Linked DNA regions of Mus musculus: region 2 is linked to region 1. A link is a contact called in public Hi-C data. All regions are on one chromosome and are shown on one strand. The core of a region is the stretch at or near the end of the contact, and the rest is flanking DNA. Distances in the headings are between cores, read along the strand shown.

Region 1 (6,678 bases), core at 1,138-3,637:
CCCCCTCCCCATAACAGATCTTAATCCCCCTAAGAAGATTTGTCCCATTGAAGGAAAGATTTCAATTGGAAAAGATACTTACCTCCATGGATCCTTACCCACAAGAAAAGCACAAGGCATTCCTCTTCTCTTCGACCTATCCCCTGCTCCTGCCTTGTGTGGACCTCCTCAAAACCTTATCTAATGTGTGCCTATGACATCACCAAGTCAGTATGTGTTAACCCTTCTGCTCTCCTTGGGTGCAAAAGCATTTTAGACACCTGACCACTTCTCAACACTCCTGAATCCCTGTGATAATTGTTCCCCAGTTTATCTTTATGAACTTGAAGAACTTGTCTTGTAGATGGGAGGAAACAGAAAGGAGAGAGAGGGAGAGAGAGAGAGAGAGAGAGAGAGAGAGAGAGAGAGAGAGAGAGAGAGAGAGAGAGAGAGAGAGAGAGAGAGAGAGAGAAAGAGAAAGAGAGAGAGAGAGAGATATCTTCATATCTTCATCCCTCTGCTCACTGGACTGGGCCTTCATTCTTCTACATGCAGACATCCAGTTAGACCAGCACCATTTATTGAAGATGGTTTTTTGAGTTGTTTTGCCTTCTTTGTCAAAAATAGGTGTGGATTTATGTCTAGGTCTTTGTTTCTATTCTACCAATATTCATTCTCTCTCTCTCTCTCTCTCTCTCTCTCTCTCTCTCTCTCTCTCTCTCTCTCTCTCTCTGTGTGTGTGTGTGTGTGTGTGTGTGTGTGTGTGTGTGTATTTTACCATAACTCTGTAGTAGAGCTTTAAATCAGGGAAGTTCTTTTACTGTACATAATTATTTTAGCTATCCTGGATTTTTTGTTTTTCCATATGAAGTTGAGTATCACTTTTTCAAGTCCTATAAAGAATTGTTTTAGAATTTTGATGGGATCCTGTTGCATCTGTAGATTCCTTTTGATATGATGGTCATTTTTACCATGGTGATCCTATGAATCCATGAACATGGGAGATAGTTCAGTCTTCTGATATCATGCCCAATTTTTTTCTTCAAAGACTTGAAGTTCTTATCATACAGGTCTTTTACTTGCTTGGTTAGAGTTACAAGAAGATATTTTAAATTATTTGTTGCTATTGTGAAGGGTGTTGTTTGCCTTACTTCTTTCTCAACTCATTTATCATTCATGTATAGGAAGGCTACTTATTTCTCTGAGTTAATCTTCTATCTATGCCAGGAGCCCCCAGGTCGAGGCCAAGGAGTCACAGAGTAGGACTCTGGTGATGGCTTTAAAGTCTGAGGATCTGGGGCTTTCTAGCTCTCTAATTATACTAAACTGCTAATGATAACTTCTAAGAAGTCCTAAAAACTTTCTTGCTCTTTCTGAGGGTAAAAGACTGCTGGCTTGGGTTATTAACACCTGTAGCCTAACAGAGGAGGATTAAGCAATGCAGCCTTTGTTCTACCTCAGCAGGAACTTAGCAGGCTCTAACTTTCAGCCTGTTAGTCAGAAACTGCAGGAAGAGAAGACTCTTAAAGAAGTTTATTACTAAGTTGTAAAAAGTTTCCCATGAAAACTATTTAAGAGGACAAGCGAAAGATCCTAAGTGGGGGTGGGGGGAGGGAAAATTCTCTAAGTGGTTAAAGGGAAAAGAAAGATTCAAGTCTAAGTGGGGATAGGCAAAAAAAGACTCCTCTATTGATCTCTCTCATCTCTTTGTCCTCAGTACTTATACATCTTCCAGAATACATGATCACATGTTACAAAGTTCATCAGAAGTTCACACAAAAATAATCAAACCATAAATTGAAATAGAAGTTTACCACAGTGAATTTTCACATGCATATCCATCACCTGTTTCAGATCCACAGGTTCACTGAAGGGTTAAAACCATAACTAAGTTGTTAGTGAAGTTTTGTATAGATAAACCCAGTCGATACTTTATTTTCTGGCCTAACACCTACAATAAATCGTTAGTTCCCTTTTAATGATCTTTGGTTAATTGTTTTACAATCTCTTGGAATGTGCTCTGGGTAGGAGAAAGTCTGGTTACCACCTAAGAACAATTAAATGCTAACACTTAGGAGCCTGGCCACACCCACTCCAGTGAAGTCTGTGTGATGGGCCTAAAGGCTTGGTTGCAGTCCCGAGGCAAAGAGTTTCATGGAAACTCAGTCTCCTGGAACCTTGGCATGAATGCTCCAAACCTGTCCCTGCGTTGGTCAGTGAATGGATCTGTGTGCTTTCTTTCAGTATTTGTTTTATTATAGGTGCCTCCAAGAAATGGTTTTAATAATACCTAAATCAGGTTGAACTTTACTCCCTGGCTTTCACCAATGTCCTAGGCAGTCTTTGAGCTGACCCTGGGCTTGGAATTTTGTAAGAATGTTATTCACCCAGGTGGCATGTCCCAGTGTTGACAGTTAGTAATCAGGCATCTCAGTTTGCCAGACAGGAGCTAGTATTCTCAGGGCAAGCTTAGCAAAGTATACTTAGAATCTTCATTACAGTCAGGTATGGCAAACTACATTGCATATTAGAGGAAAGTTGGTGACTTCTTCTGACAAATGGAGATTCCCTACAGATACTTAAAAGAGCAGCCAAGTTACTCCCATATGCAAGAATTTACCATGGCCTAGGTAAAAGGAGGGTTGTGGTTTAAAAAAGAACTACAGTATTGCATTATTCATGAAAAGGTCTGCTAGAGCAGAACCCCCTGGTGCAAGCTTTCACAAGGCTCAGAGGAATAGCATAAATTGTGACTAGGGTTTGAAATCTTCACCTGGCCCCTGTCATTAGCTGACTTTAGGTAGGGCTGATCTTATCTCAATGGTAAACATTGCCTGGTTCCTGCCAGTCTTTTGAATGCATTTCTCTGTTTTGTGTCAGATAACTTCAATGTACCTTGGCTGTTATGTCACCTAACTTCTTTGTTTTCTTCTGTAATATATAAGTCTGATGCTCACTTTGACAAATTACGTTCAGATACAACATTCCCTTGTGCTTGTGTCTGTTTGTCACCTTTTCGCCGACTCCTGCGCACCTGTACTGGGACCCTGATTCTCCTGCGGATTGAGGGGCTGACTGAGGCCAGTCCGAGGCAGAGACTGACAGAGGTCTCATTGCAGCTTTGACTATCAGAAAAGGACCTAATAGCAGTCCTATGAATAAAAGAGCTTAATAATCACAGATATAATTTTAGGAATTCTTATAGGGTCATCATTAAGACTTAAGTCATCTATTTGTCTATATAGCATCACTACAAGATAGTACATCTTCATGTATCTGTAGAGATCTGCTCCAAAGGGGTGTGCTCCTACTTAGTGATTGTTATATATGCTGAATTATAACAGGAAAAGCATATTAATAACAGGAATCTTTCCAAAAATGAGTCCCTCATAGCCTTGTTTAATGAGGGCTCACCTGTCACTGATTATATAATTATCCGAGGCAGGCCACTTCAGGATGATCACCTGCTAGTTATTAGCTTGTCCCATTATGGCTCTTGACATATACAGCCACTTTGCTGAAGGTGTTTATCAGCTGTGGGGGTCCCCCAGCAGAATTTTTTGGTTACTTATATACTATACTCTCATCTGCAAATAACAATACTTTGACTTCTTTTCTAATTTGTATCCTCTTGATCTATTTTAGTTGTCTTATTGGTTTATCCAGAACTTCAAGTACTATATTGAATAGATAGGAGAATAGTGGACAGTCTTGTCTTGTTTTTAATTTTAATAGAGTTGCTTTTTTATTTATTTAATTTGATGTTGGCTATCAGCTTGCTGTATATTGCCTTTAATACGTTTTGTTATTACCTGATATATTCTAGTGCTTTATTATGAAAGGGTGTTGGATTTTTGTCAAAGGGTTTTTTAGCATCTAATGAGATGATCATGCATTTGTTTTTCTTTAATTTTGTTTATATGATGGATTACATTGGTAGATTTTCATGTTTAACCATCAGTGTGTCTCTGGAATGAAACCTACTTGATCATGGTGGTTGACATTTTTGTTGTGCTCTTGGGCTCAGTTTATAAGAATTTTATTAAGTGTATTTACAACAATTTCATGAGGAAAATTTGTCTGTAATTCTTTGGTGAATCTTTGTGTGGTTTGGCGATCATAGTGATTGTGACTTCATAAAATGAATTTGGCAATGTTCCTTCTATTTCTATTTTGTAAAAACATCTGATAATTATTGGTATTTGTTCTTCTTTGAAAGTCTGGTAGAATTCTAGCCTGGGGGGCGTTTTTGATTTGTGAGGGAGTTGGGAGAGACTTTTAATGACTGCTTCTACTTTCTTAGGTATTATAGGCTATTTAAATGGTTTATCTGATCTTGATTAACTTTGGTAAGTGGAATCTATCAAGAAATTTGTCCATTTCTTTTAGAACTTTCAATTTTGTGGAGTACAGGTTTCTAAAGTATGACCTAACGATTCTTCAGATTTCCTTGGTGCCTATTGATATGTCTCTGTTTTTCTTTCTGATTTTGTTAATTTGAATTTTCTCTTTCTGCATTTTAGTTAGTTTGGATAAGGATTTATCTAGCTCATTGATTTTCTAGAAATACACAACACTTTGTTTTAATTGATTCTTTGTTGCTATTTTATTGATTTCAGTCCTAAGTTTGATTATTTCTTGTCATCTACTGATCTTGGCTGTGCTTGCTTCTTTTTATTCTAGAGCTTTCCGGTACACTGTTAAGTTGCCAGTATGAGATCTCTCTCTTTCTTTATGAAGTTACTTAATGCTATGAACTTTTCTCTTAGCACTGCTTTCATCGTGGCTCCTCAGTTTGGGTATATTGTGCACTCATTTTCATTGAATTCTAGGAAGTTTCTAATTTCTTTCTTTATCTTTACCTACACATAATGGTTGTTCAGAAGGGAGTTGTTTAATTTCCATGGACTTGTAAACTTTTTGTTGTTGAAATTGAGCTTTAATCCCTGGTTGTTTGATTAGATATGGAGGGTTGCTTTAATTTTTCTTGTGTCTGTTGAGACCTTCTTTGAGACTAAATATGGTCAGTTCTGGAGATGGTTCCGTGAGGTGCTGTGTAGATATATTATTTTGTGTTTAGGTGACATGTTCTGTGATATCTGTTAGGTCCATTTGAATTGTAATACCTGTTAGTTACATTATTTCTCTATTTAGTTTCTGTCTTGATAACCTGCCCATTGTTTAGAGTTGGGTGTTAATGTCTCCTGCTATTATTGAGTGGGGTTCTATGTGTGATTTACACTCTAGTAATATTTCTTTTGCAAATGTGGTGCTTTTGCATTTGGGATGTAGATGTTAAGAATTCAGATGATCTGATAGATTTTTTCTTTGATGTAAATAAAGTGTCCTTCTTCATGTCTTTTGATTAACTTTAGTTGGAAATACATTTTGATAGATATTAGAATTGGTACCTATGATGGTTTGTATATTCTTGGACCAGGGAGTGGCACCATCTGAAGGTGTGGCCTTGTTGGAATAGGTGTGACCTGGTTGGAATGGGTGTGTCACTGTGGGTTTGGGTATAAGATCCTCACCCTAGTTGCCTGGAAGTCAGTCTTCCACTAGCAGCCTTTGGGTGAAGACATAGAACTCTCAGCTCCTTCTGTACCATGCCTGCCTGGATACTGCCATGCTCCCACCTTGATGATAATGAACTGAACCTCTGAACCTGTAAGCCAGCCCCAATTAAATGTTGTTTTTTATAAGACTTGCCTTGGTCATGGTGTCTGTTCACAGCAGTAAAACCCTAACTAAGACAGAAGTTGGTACTAGGAGTGGGGTATTGCTGTGATAGGCCTGACCATGCTTTTATCTGAAAGAATGTGGATCTTTGGACTTTGGATTTGGAACTCAGTGGAATGCTTTAAATGGGGCTTAATGGGTCATCCTAGTAGGAATATGGAAGACTTTGTTGTTGGGAGTAATTTGAACTGTGTTGACCTGGCCCAAGAGATTTCAAAGGAGAAGAATTTCAGTATGTGGCATAAAGACTGTTTTTGTGGTATTTTGGTGAAGAATGTGGCTACTTTTTACCCTTGTCTGAAAAGTCTGCCTGAGGCTAAGGTGAAGAGACTTGGATTAATTGCATTAATTGCATTGACAAAGGAAGTTTCAAAAAAGCCCAGCAGAGACTTTGTTCTCTGGTTAAGTCTCACAAAGAGAAGTTTGAACAAGCATAGCAAGCTTAGAAAGGCAAAATATAAAATATATGGTTCGAGTATTAAAGGAGTACCAGGAAGTGAAATGGAGCAAAATCATGTGTTCTAGGAGATAACAGGTTAAGGAAGTGGGACCTTGGGGCAAGATTCTACCCAGCTTAATTAGATCCAGGCATGGCGGTACATACCTTTAATCCCATGAGACAATCATGCTGATCTCTGCATTCAAGGTCAATCTACAGAGCAAGAACCAGGATAGCCAAGCTTAGGCAGTGAAGGATTTAGAAAACATGAAACCAGTCTTAACAAGGGAATCATGTTCTAGATCCTGTAAGCAGCAGAACTTGGCAGCTTCAGCCATGTGGCTCTGGCTCTAGAGTTAAGAATGGAAGGAACTACTGAGACAATTGATGCTGGTTAGCTGGAGCTAAGACGTTAGCAATGATTAAGAAGAGACCAGCATCACTGAGTTGAAATCTGGGAGTTGTTTTCTGGGATCACAAAGAAGCTGTGTTCCAGAGATAGCCAAGGTTGTACCTCG
Region 2 (6,678 bases), core at 2,010-4,509, 38 kb after region 1:
CTCAATATAAAACCAAATCTCATAGAAGAAAAAGTGAGAAATAGCTTTGAATGCATTGATACAGGAGAAAACTTTCTGAAAAGAACACCAATGGCTCAGGCTCTAAGACCAACAATTGATAAAAGGAACCTCATGAAAATGCAAAGCGTCTGTAAGTCAAAGGACCCTGTCAATAGGACAAAATGGCACCTTTCTTAGTTAGGGTTTTACTGCTGTGAACAGACACCATGACCAAAGCAACTCCTATAAGGACAACATTTAATTGGGCCTGCCTTATAGGTTCAGAAGTTCAGTCCATTATCATCTAGATGGGTACATGGCAGCATCCAGGCAGGCATAGCGCAGGAGGAGCTGAGAGTTCTACATCTTTATCTGAAGTCTGCTAGTAGAATACTGCCCAATAGGCAGCTAGGATTGGGGTCTTAAAGCCCACACCCAGAGTGACACACCTACTCCAACAGGGCCACACCCTCTAATAGTGCCACTCCTTGGGCTGAGCATATATAAACCATCACAGAACCCAAAAGATTGACAAAGGATCTTCACCAAACTTCCATCTGACAAAAGGCTAATGTCCAACATTTATAAAGAACTCAAGAAGCTAGTTAAGAATAATCTAAATAATCCAATTAAAAAATGGGGTACAGAGTTAAACAGAGAATTCTCAACAGAGGAATCTCTAATGACCAAAAAACATTTAAAGAAATGATCAAAGTACTTAGTCATTGGGAAGTATAAACCAAAACAACTTTGAGCTTCCATCTTACAGCCATAAGAATGGTTATAATGAAAAACTCAAGAAATAGCACATGTTGGCAATAATGTGGAGCAAAGGGAACAACACTCTCCCATTGCTGGTGAAAGTGCAAACTTGTAAAACTACCTTTGAAGTCAATTCGATGGTTTCTCAGAAAACTTGGAATAGTTCTACCTTAAGACCCAGCTATTCCACTCCTGGGTACATACCTAAAAGATGCTCCACCATCTCCCATCGACAATTGCTCAGTAATGTCCATAGCAGTGTTATTCATAATAGACAGAAATGAGAAAGAACCTGGATGTTCCTCAACTGAAGAATGGATAAAGAAAATGTGGTGTATCTATACAGCAGAATACTATTCAGCTATTAAAACCAAAGACATTATGAATTTTGTAGGCAAATGGAAGGACATACATTGTATTTACAGTCAAGTGCATATTAGTCATAGTATACAGAATATCCTTTCTACACTCCACAGACCCACAGAAGGTAAAAAACGGTAGAAGGCACAAGTGAGGATGCTTGAATCTCACTTGGAAGGGTAAATAAAGTAGTCATAAGAGGCAGATGGAAGGAGGGAAATGGGTTGGAGAGGAGTTGGGGAGGGGAGTCAGGGTTGGTTTAGAAATAGGACCAAAAAGGACCTGGAGGGCATCATCCTGAGTGAGGTAACCCAATCACAAAAGAACTCACATGATATGTACTCACTGATAAGTAGATATTAGCCCAGAAACTTAGAATACCCAAGATACAAGATACAATCTGCAAAACACACGAAACTCAAGAAGAATGAAGGACAAAATGTGGACACTTTTCCCCTTCTTAGAATTGGGAACAAAACACCCATGGAAGGAGTTACAGAGACAAAGTTTGGAGCTGAGACGAAAGGATGGACCATCTAGAGACTGCCACACCTGGGGATCCATCCCATAATCAGCCTCCAAACGCTGACACCATTGCATACACTAGCAAGATTTTGCTGAAAGGAACCAGATATACCTGTCTCTTGTGAGGCTATGCCAGGGCCTAGCAAACACAGAAGTGGATGCTCGCAGTCAGCTATTGGATGGATCACAGGGCCCCCAATTGAGGAGCTAGAGAAAGTATCCAAGGAGCTAAAGGGGTCTGCAACCTGTGGAAAAACAATATGAACTAACCAGTACCCCCCCCCCCCCGGAGCTCGTGTCTCTAGCTGCATATGTATCAGAAGATGGCCTAGTTGGCCATCTTTGGAAAGAGAGGCCCATTGGTCTTGCAAACTTTATATGCCTCAGTACAGGGGAACAGCAGGGCAAAGAAGTGGGAGTGGGTGGGTAGGAGAGTGTGGGGGGGAGAGTATGGGGGACTTTCGGGATAGCATTGGAAATGTAAATGAAGAAAATATCTAATTAAAAAATAACTTCAGTGAAGTAGCTGGATATAAAATTAACTCAAACAAATCAGTGGCCTTTCTCTACACAAAAGACAAACAGGCTGAGAAAGAAATTAGGGAAACAATACCCTTCACAATAGTCACAAATAATATAAAATACTCTAACTAAGCAAGTGAAAAATCTGTATGACAAGAACTTCAAGTCTCTGAAAAAAGAATTCAAAGATCTCAGAAGATGCAAAGATCTCCTATGCTCATGGATTGGCAGGATTAATGCAATCCCCATTAAAATTCCAACTCAATTCTTCATAGAGTTAGAAAGGGCAATTTGTAAATTCGTCTTGAATAACAAAAAACCTAGGATAGCAAAAACTATTCACAACAATAAAAGAACCTCTGGTGGAATCACCATCTCTGACCTCGAGCTGTACTACAGAGCAATTGTGATAAAAACTGCATGGTACTGGTACAATGACAGACAGGTAGACCAATGGAATAGAATTGAAGACCCAGAAATGAACCCACACACCTATGGTCACTTGATCTTTGACAAAGGAGCTAAAATCTTCCAGTGGAAAAAAGACAGCATTTTCAACAAATGGTGCAGGCTCACGTGGCAGTTATCATGCAGAAGAATGCAAATAGACCTATTCTTATCTTCTTGTACAAAGCTCAAGTCCAAGTGGATCAAAGACTTCCACATAAAGTCAATTTTCTTTTGAACATGAATTAACCTGGCTTCTTTTTCAGAATTACATTGAATGCTTTTAAGTAGTGGGTAATATGTTGTATTCATATAAATTATCAAAGATACTAATGTGCAACCAATACAATTGGATGAAAGTTGCAAGCCACTTCTAAAAACAAAGTTTGTTATTTTGGCACTTGTATAATATAAAGTATAAAAATATAATGTGTACATTCTGAGAAGTTTTAAATACAGTCTTTAAAACACAGGAGTCTGGATCAAATAATTCCTACCTAGATCTTTGTTTGCTTCTTTCTTCCTGGTTTTTTTCCTTCTTTTTCCTATTTGTGTAGGACAGTGACCTGAAGAGATAGTTAATCATCACTGAACTGAAAAAAAGCAGAGAGGCTTTAAAGTGGGACTTTCAGATCAGGTGCAGGTTAGACATGCCACACTTGTTGTAGAAGCCTGAGTTCAGGTAAGATGCTTTGCGACTGCTTTCATCATGTCTTCAGTGTTTTTTTTCTCAATACAGAGGGAATATATGGGAGCTCGTAGTACCTGGTAGAAGATGGTATGGCTTGGCTCGTCTGTGCAGCTCTCAGAACCTGTTACCAACCCCTTCAGGAGATAGATGTGGCTCAGGTTTCCACAGTCCCAAATTATAGCAAGTAATAGGTAATTTAAAACAGAGTTTGAAAATTAATTTCCAGTTATGCTTAGACAAATGGAACTTCTGGCTGGGATCAGTGAACCATGGGTTACCTCCTTAACATTCTCTATAGACAATTATTTTACCAACCACACAGAATGATGAATTCTCTCTCTCTCTCTCTCTCTCTCTCTCTCTCTCTCTCTCTCTCTCTCTCTCTCTCTCTCTCTCTCTCAACTTCTTCTGACCTGGACAAAGGAGGGTGCAGAGCTAGATGACAAATAGGAATAGGCAGGGCCCAACTGCCTCTTAGCAGACTCTGCAACCCCTCAGATGCCATCTTCTGTGTGAATCAGGTGGAGGGACCATGAAGAGCTTTCCTGATGGCTTTATTTCCAATTCAAAGATTTTAAAATTATGACTATGATAGCTGCCAGCACAAGGGGATCTCGAGGAATGTTTCTTTTCTTCTTCCGTTTACAAAGGTGATAAGAAAATTGTTTGTCAAAGTAAGATGGGGCTCTGGAGTCCCCAACCTCTTAGGAGAGGTGTGGGTGCACACTGCTTATTTTCCTCCTTGGTTCCTGGGATAGATAGCTCCTTGTCTGTGTTGTATCCTGTGACCCTTGAATAATAAACGCAGATGCATGGAACCAGAGGCTGCCACTGCTTACCTGCAATTTACCCTGGAAGACTGACTTCTCCTCAGGGAAGATTGGCATAGTGCATTCAAATGTCTGTGGTCATTTGTAAACACTTATTGTTTGGAATTATCTTTGAAGTCATTTAGAGTCAAAAACAAACAAACAAACAAACAAACAAACAAAAACAACACATTCAGATAAAATTCCATCCCATACCTCCAAAAGGCTTCAAATTACAAAATACAGAAACATTTTATCATGTGACTCAAATCCAGACTGACTTTCTCATCTCCAGGCTACTCATACTTTAGTTTGCAGCTTAATGTTCATGGGAAACAGGGAACAACAAGTTTGTTTGTTTGTTTGTTTTTCTAAACTTTTTGTTGTTTATCCTCCCCCACAAGGTTTTAGAAGTTTACTCAGGCCGAGCAGTGGTGGCGCACATCTTTAATCCGAGAATTTGGGAGGCAGAGGCAGGCAGATTTTTGAGTTTGAGGCCGGCCTGGTCTACAGAGTGAGTTCCAGAACAGCCAGGGCTATACAGAGAAACCCTGTCTGGAAAAACAAACAAACAAACAAAAAAAAGGTTTACTCAGTTAGTTGGTCTGAGAATGGAGGGAAATCCAGAACATGGTGCTCGGCTGGTGCAGTCACTCCATGAATACGAGATCTGAAGGGATTGTTTCTTTTTTCATTTTTCTTTTATCTAGTCTTTTTATACCTTCTTAGGCAAAAAATTCTTTAGAAAATTACCTCAGAGATAAAATGTTACATAGAATGAGAGTTACAGAGGATGTTGATATTAAGTTCAAAGCAGCATTTCATTATAATATACTCTATAAGTTGAAAGCAACAGTTTTTACATGTTCTTGCCTTATCATAGTGCACACTTGTGACTTTATCCTTGGATCTAAATGTTTTTTTTTTTTGAACACAAAATTACCTCTGGTCTATTTCTCTTTTTAGTGTAATTATGAAAGTTCATTTTTTTTTTCTTTTTACGTTGCCTTTACTTAGTATTATGACGAGTGGGCACATTCTAGTCTTGATTCTAAGTTTATTGCATCTTACTAGCAGCTAAGACCATCTCTAGAAATGTTCTTCTTTTCCTTTTCTTGTTTTAAAAGACAACATTGGAAAGAGATGCTTGGGGAAGATGCAAAACCTTGAGATGAGGGAGACTTCATGTTAGGAAGGAAATTCCAAAGGGTGGAGAGTGCTCCTCTGAGACAGTGACTCCACGTACAGAGGTCTCTCTGTGAGTGAATTGAAAATAAAACTTTAAACAAGTGCTGGGTGTAGACAGTGAAGACACTAAATGGAGAGTATAAATTGCGTTTTGTACAGTATAGGGATCCCTGAAAGATTCGAAGGCCAGGTAGAGTGTGCATGGGAGGCAGGCAAGGATGCAGGATAAGAAGTTAACCCATTGAAGGATGGGAAGGCTGAAGACAGCTGTCCTCAGGAGTCTGGAAATATATATGAAAGTTAGGTGTAAAACAAAAAAAGACAGTTTACTGCACAAGCCATGCCTACTTGAGATTACTTGGAAAAAAGCCTTTTCCTAATGTTTAATACTGAACAAAGACATGCATGAGAAATTGTTGGTATACTTATGATGACCTTAACACAAAATATGATTGATTTGTGGTTCCTGCCCCTTACCCAGGAGCTGAAACGAAGTGGGTACTAGGATGGCAGAAACCTGGGAGAAAAGTGGAATGGCTGGAGTTTGTTTATACACAGGCATACATTTCTGTGGTCTACATTATTTTATATTTATTCACATTTATATGAGTGATGAGACCTCAATATTTTGTTGATTCATATACATGTATGTGTAAAATTATATATTTTATATATATAACAAATATATAAACTAAACACACACATATATATATACATATATATGTGTATATGTATATGTATATATATATATATATATTCGCACAGATTCTTATAGTCAGACTGGCTTAGAACTTTTTATACATTGCTAAAGCTGGCCTTGAGTTGCCAAACCTACTCCTTTTCCTCACAAAATCTAGGATTACAGGCATATACCCCCAAGTACAGCAATAGCCAAGTGTTATACAATAATGTAATAGAAATAAATTTAAAAATGCATAGCACGTAGGAAGCTAATTCAAGTAGAAAAGTACTAAACCTGCATGCACAGGACATGAACTCATTCCATAGAGTTTTTCCCAGATGAGACAGGTAGATCCCTGGGGCTCTCTGGCCAATTAGCCTAGTTTACTTAGTGAGTTTTCAGGCGCTAAAAGTCTCCATTAAAACAAAACAAAACAAAACAAAACAAAACAAAACAAAACAAAACAAAACAAAACAAAACAAAACAAAACCAAACCAAACCAAACCAAACCAAACCAAACCCAAAGGCTAAGATCGTCCTCTGACTTCACATGCACTCCTGCATGCACACAACACACACACACACATACACACACATACACCTGCACACACATGCATCTGCATATACGTGAATATGTACACAAACACATACATATACCCACACGCATAAGCATGCACTTGCATGCACGTAGA

The links. A called contact is a pair of places that touch in the nucleus more often than the background predicts.
Region 2: a contact with region 1 is called in a Hi-C map of liver, with 5 times the contacts expected there. The contact joins the promoter of Slco1b2 here to the enhancer-like site in region 1. A contact is called at or near these places in 1 of 39 promoter capture datasets (liver), 4 of 484 Hi-C or Micro-C datasets (all in liver), 2 of 115 datasets of contacts at active chromatin or transcription factors (both in embryonic stem cells) and 2 of 9 other capture datasets (adipose tissue and liver).

The regions. Positions count from the first base shown.
Region 1 is chr6:141,588,749-141,595,426 of GRCm38.p6, forward strand. No RefSeq gene overlaps it. Among named protein-coding and RNA genes, the nearest start is that of Slco1b2, 37 kb to the right of the region's middle. Within about 2 kb of position 2,388, at least 19 of the 459 cell types and tissues checked have an H3K27ac peak or open chromatin away from gene starts, as enhancers often do. A contact at or near this core is called in embryonic stem cells and liver, where this site is marked.
Region 2 is chr6:141,626,259-141,632,936 of GRCm38.p6, forward strand. Slco1b2 (solute carrier organic anion transporter family, member 1b2) reads left to right here and starts at 3,260. Exons shown (of 16, transcript NM_020495.2): 1 at 3,260-3,298.